2 separate regions of the Mus musculus genome follow, and region 1 is linked to region 2. The links are chromatin contacts, called in public capture Hi-C maps. All regions are on one chromosome and are shown on one strand. Each heading gives the region's core, a stretch centred on a gene start, on an enhancer-like site or on the middle of the called end of the contact. The rest is flanking DNA. Distances are from core to core; before and after follow the strand shown. Region 1 overlaps Pvt1 (Pvt1 oncogene). Region 2 overlaps Pvt1 (Pvt1 oncogene).

Evidence for each region. Capture Hi-C pulls out chosen DNA fragments and counts their contacts.
Region 1: a capture Hi-C map of bone marrow-derived macrophages shows a contact between it and region 2, with 2.4 times the contacts expected there. The contact joins two enhancer-like sites. A contact is called at or near these places in 5 of 484 Hi-C or Micro-C datasets (CD8 T cells, bone marrow-derived macrophages, liver and 2 more), 1 of 115 datasets of contacts at active chromatin or transcription factors (pancreatic cancer cells) and 1 of 9 other capture datasets (bone marrow-derived macrophages).

Annotation. Positions count from the first base shown.
Region 1 is chr15:62,250,943-62,253,642 of GRCm38.p6, forward strand. All of the region lies in intron 4 of Pvt1 (Pvt1 oncogene), which reads left to right. Among named protein-coding and RNA genes, the nearest start is that of Pvt1, 210 kb to the left of the region's middle. Within about 2 kb of position 1,394, at least 14 of the 459 cell types and tissues checked have an H3K27ac peak or open chromatin away from gene starts, as enhancers often do. A contact at or near this core is called in bone marrow-derived macrophages, where this site is marked.
Region 2 is chr15:62,055,154-62,057,853 of GRCm38.p6, forward strand. All of the region lies in intron 1 of Pvt1 (Pvt1 oncogene), which reads left to right. Among named protein-coding and RNA genes, the nearest start is that of Pvt1, 19 kb to the left of the region's middle. Within about 2 kb of position 1,423, at least 71 of the 459 cell types and tissues checked have an H3K27ac peak or open chromatin away from gene starts, as enhancers often do. A contact at or near this core is called in bone marrow-derived macrophages, where this site is marked.

The sequences.
Region 1 (2,700 bases), core at 144-2,643, 200 kb after region 2:
AAGTAATGAAGCTCAATAAAACAATTTGACCAAGTTTTAAGCGTGATTTTTTTTAGAACCTTTGAAATGGGCCTTGAGACGACTTCTTGAAGAGTTCTGGATATGCTCTCAACACAAGGACCAGAGATGAAGAAATGTTTGGAAATGAGTACATTGGTGATGCTGTGGAGGTGATTGAATGAACCTTGCACTCATTAGATAATCTCCCTTCCTCTCTCCCTAGGTATCTTTGAGCAGTCTTAGTCTAAGCAGCATTCTCTTCTATGGGGGTTTATGGACAGAATGGCTTGGCATTTATGGGCTTTCTATTGGAACACAGGAGTTCTGTCTTTTCCTTGAAATATGTGCAGACTGGTGACTGTTGTATGCAGCTCCTGCCTTGTGTTCTTGGAGTAGAAGCACCAGGAGAACATGGTGAGGGTGATGCTGAAGAGCCACTCTTAACCTAGCTATGGCCTTGGATTAGCTCCCTGCCAGCGATGGTCATCTTGACTATTTAGGCCTTTGGCATTTCTGTATGACCACAATCTAAGTGACATGTGAGTACCAGGGCATGGGAAATCCCCAGTGAGAACCACCCCACCAAGTCCTTCCCAGATTCCTGACCAAAATCATGACAAGCAGTACGAAATGACTGGTGTTTTAAAACACCAAGTTCTGCCATAATTTGTACTCGGCAATGAAATGCAGTCCCCACTGTAATTCTCCTGCACACTAGGCAACTGGGCAAATGACTTTCAGTATTAAGCACATCAAACTTCTCACCTCTGTGTTAGGAGTACTCATGTAGATGTTGCCATTGATCAGTCTGAAAGTAAGTTTTGTTTAAATGCAACAGGCTTTGCAGCAGCTACTATGTTTCTTCCAATCTAGACGCCACCCAAAAAGAAAGAAAAGAAAGGTGTAGCTCTCCATTAATTTATGCTTACAGAGAGAGAAACAAATCTTGCCAGTGAAACTACAGCCTGCCTCTGATTGGAGGATACTTCTCCTTTCAAAAGATTCATGTCTGAAAACTTCTGATTAGAAGGCTGATGAGCACAAAGACAAGGCTGTGCCCAGATGAAAAGTAAAAGCCTGAAGACTCAAGTTTGTGATAAATGGAGAGATCAGAAGAAATATGGCTTTGTATCAGAGATGTATAACTGTTGCCCCATTTTCCACAATGTAACACCGAGGTATAATACTGCTTGTGATCTGGGCCAGAAAGTGATCTCCTTGGACCATTGCCAACTAGAAGGAGTCAAATGGCATTGCTTCATGGCTCTTTAGCCAAACTGTGCTCTGTGAGAAGGATGAAGTCAGATCTCTAAATCAGGTTGTGTTGAGCTGTTGTTAGCAAGAGCTTGTCTGTGGCAATGATGACCAGTCAAGCCCCATTTCCTTCTGCTTCTTATGACATTCCCTTTTTAGGACATGAACTGGCATTTCCATCTGAGATGCCAACCAGAGTGCAGAAGAGACTCTGGTCACATCTTCCTTTTTTTTTTTTTTTTTTTTTTTTTTTTTTTTTTTTTTTTAAAGATTTATTTATTATTATATGTAAGTATACTGTAGCTGTCTTCAGATGCACCAGAAGAGGGCATCAGATCTCATTATGGGTGGTTGTGAGCCATCATGTGGTTGCTGGGAATTAAACTCAGGACCTTTGGAAGAACAGTCAGTGCTCTTAACCACTGAGCCATCTCTCCAGCCCCCTCTGGTCACAGAAATATATGCACCTGAATCCTAGCTGTTCCGTGCAGCACAGTAGTTAGCCTGGTCTCAGGGGTCTTTATTATGTTGATTCTACTGTAAAAGTTATCCCCCTGGGACCAGAGATGTTAAGTCTTATCCAAGTCAACTGCTTAATTATAAAAATTTACTTCATTGAAAAACAGCACTGTGCTACTGGGCATGCTCCCAAGACTGGGAAGAAAAGTTTCTCGCTATTATAGCTGTTCGGACAGACCAGTCAAAACAGACTTCTTCTTCTTCTTCTTTTTTAAATCCGAGACAGGGTTTCTCTGTATAGTTCTGGCTGTCCTGAAGCTCACTTTGTAGACCAGGCTGGCCTCGAACTCAGAAATCCGTCTGCCTCTGCCTCCCGAGTGCTGGGATTAAAGGCATGCACCACCACACCCGGCAAACAGTCTTCTATATAGCATCTCCTTATGGCCAACAATGTAGGCTTTCCACCAATACTGACAAAACAGAAATCTGTACAGACTCAACTCTGATGGGAAATTCTAGATCCTTGTTCCTGCACAGAAATGGCATTGGCTCCCTGAAGCAGTGTGGGTGGTGGCATCTCTGGATCATGCCCAACCTCCTGACAGTGTCTGCAGCTCTGGGGTCAGACTGCATGTCAGCCCGGTCACTACAACTTACAGTTTGAATGCCTGGGCACATTTCTCAGCTTCTCACCATTGCAACATTAAATAACTCTAGAATCTACCCCATCCCCAGACTGCCATAAGGAAGTGTGCTTGCTTAGATTGCATATCAGGTACCCAGTGATATTATTTGAAAGGCACTTGCTGAGTGTCTTCACCAACCATCTCCTATAGCTTGTGATCGTCATCATAGCCCTTTTTGTGACCCATCAGACAGTTTTACAGATGAGGAAATGTGCGGAGGTTCTTGCCCGTAGTTCTGTGGCTGGGGTATGATAGAACCTGGCTGTTACCTGACATCATTAAAATTGACTTCTTTTTTGTC
Region 2 (2,700 bases), core at 173-2,672:
TGATGCTTTCCCACTTCCTCATTGAGGGAACTGCAGTGTTGGCTTTAAGATGCAGTGTAAAGGTCACCTCCTCCAGGAAGCGAGCAATCTTTAACTCTAGCAGCTTCTGAGTGCTGACCTTAGTATGAGCTGCAGAAGCATCATACCCCTGCAGGGCTCCAAGTCCTCTCAGGAATATGAGCAAATTAGATGCAAATATCCCAGGTGCACCTGGAACTTACAGTACAATAGGAGACATTGATAGTTGCAGTCTTCCTTAGGAGGAGCAACTGTCCTTTGACAGTACCGTCTTCCTACTCTTGCTAACAAAGATGCGGAAGCAGAGCTTTCTGTCTTTCAAAGAGAAGGCTGGGCTGGGGGACAGAGTCAGAGTACAGCACTTGCTGGGAGCACATGATGACCTGGGTTTACTCTTCAACATCCCCACTACACCAAGGGGGAAAGAATACGACGAGGGAGCTTTTAAAATATAAAAAAAAAACGCTTGATTTCTGCTGGGTGTGGTAGCATCAGGGAGGCAGAGGCAGGGAGATCGTAAGTTTGAGGTTAGCTAGGACTGTACGGTGTGAGACTGTATTAGTTACTTTCTTTCATTGCCTCAGTCAAAAACCTGATGGAGTTACATTAAGGGGGAAAGGGTGCTTTGGGGGATACATTTGAGAGGATTCAGTCACTTACTGTGGGAACGTCACTGTAACAGGAACATGAGGCAGCTGTTCACACTGCAATTGTAGTCAGGACGCGGAGAGATGAGCGCTGCTTTCAGCCCCCTTTCTCCTTGTCAGTAAGTCCTAGAATTCAGCCGGTTGAAAATGTGTTGCCCACATTCAGGGTAGATCTTTCCATCTCAGCTAACCCAGTCTAGAAACTCCTTCGTAGGCTTTGTCAGAGGTGGCTCACCTAGATGCTCCTAGATCCTGTCAAGCTGACAATGAATGTTAACCATTGCACCCCCCACTCTGCCCCCCACAAAGTGAGATAGAACAAACCCTCTCCTGATTTCAAGTATGTTCAATTCAGATTTTAAGGGAAGTCCCAGGCCAAAGGAACAACTGTTTCGGGCCAGTAGATTGCAGCCTTCAGGCTATAGGGCTTCCCCCCTTAGGTTGACGTAGCTCCTTCTGTTGGGCCATGACTCTGTATCCCCATATCCCTTCAGACAACAGCACTCATGGCAGGCATGCTCTACTTGCATGGCAGTGGACTTGAATGCTATTTTGGCCACCTGACATCTCCTGACCCAGAGTTAACTGATCTTTCCTTAGAGTTATCTGCCTAGAATTGAGCCACTCCCTTCAGTCTCCCCTCAACTTCCAGGCCATACAGAGCTGGAAAAGCCACCACTTCCTGCATTCTACATAGGCCTGCTCATTTCTCTTCCCTCTCCGCTTTCTCAACACATGCCGGTTCTTTGTTCCTGTTGCGTGGGCTATCATGAGTTTCCCAACTGCTCTGTGACCTTTCCCTTGCTGGCTGCTTAGCCACTGAGTGAGGATTTCACTGGAAGATCAGAATGACTGTCACATTTCTCTCCACAGACAGGAAGAGATTGTAGCAGGGTTGCTTGAGGAAGAAAAACCAACTTCCCATCCTGAGGAGAATAGCCACATGTCATTTTATGCAGGGTTTTTTTTTTTTTTTTTTTTTAAATCATTTTCCATTTTATTGAGCTTTTTACCATCTTCCTGCGAGTTGTAAGAGGAAATTGGATAGGGACACAAAGGGAGTGGAGCTTGACGTGGACCCGGAGGTATTCGAGATTGTCCAGAGGGACAGTAAAGAGGAATCTTCTTCCTGGAAGGTCCCAGCCTTTGTCTCTGAGAAAGGTGGAGTGAGAGAAAGGGCAAAGAGGAGGAAACTGTGTCATTAACACAGTCACAAGCTGGGGGCTGCGGAGGAAGCTCACCGGTCAAGAATGTTTGGTGTTCTTAGCGAAGACCAAAGTCCTGTCGGAAACACCCACATCTGGCATCTCAAAATTGCCAGTGCCTCCGGCTTTGGGAGCGTCCAACACCCTCTTCTGGCCTCTGTGCATCTAATGTACATTCACACGGATGTGCACAGGACACATAAATGAAAAGTGAGAATAAACCTTAAGGGAGATAAGCGCATCCTGCCATTACTTTGTATTGGTCACAACTCTAATACAGTGTCATTCAGATGTTAACCCCGTTCCCTAGTATTCTTCCACGCTCACAAATGGTGGAGGCCACAGTCCCTGTGGTACAAGCCTGAAAGCTAAGCTATTTGGGAAATAAGGCAGGAAGAGGTTGAGACCAGCTTTGGCTACCGAGTGAGCTCAGGGCCAGCTTGGGTATCATAGCAAGAGTCTATTTCCCGTTACCCTAGCCTCTTCACCCACCCTATCTTTTCTTTTGCTCATTTTTTTTTTTTTTTCTGTAGAATACAGTTCAATGACTTGGAGTACATTCATTGCACAGCCTTCCCTATTAACTATTTCTAGAACTTTCTTCATTATCTCAGACTGAAAGTCTATCTGTTAAGCACTTTCACTTCCCTGCCAGCTGTGGAACTTGCTGTTCAACTTGGAGTCTAGGACTCTGGCTGCTCTCTTACACCATCTCTGTGAAAGTGACTGGCCCAGGCTGGTCTCTGACATTGCCATCCTCCTGCACCATCTGCCTGGTCTCACTCTGCTTTGAATTGCATTTCTCTAATGACTACTGACGAGTGTCTTTT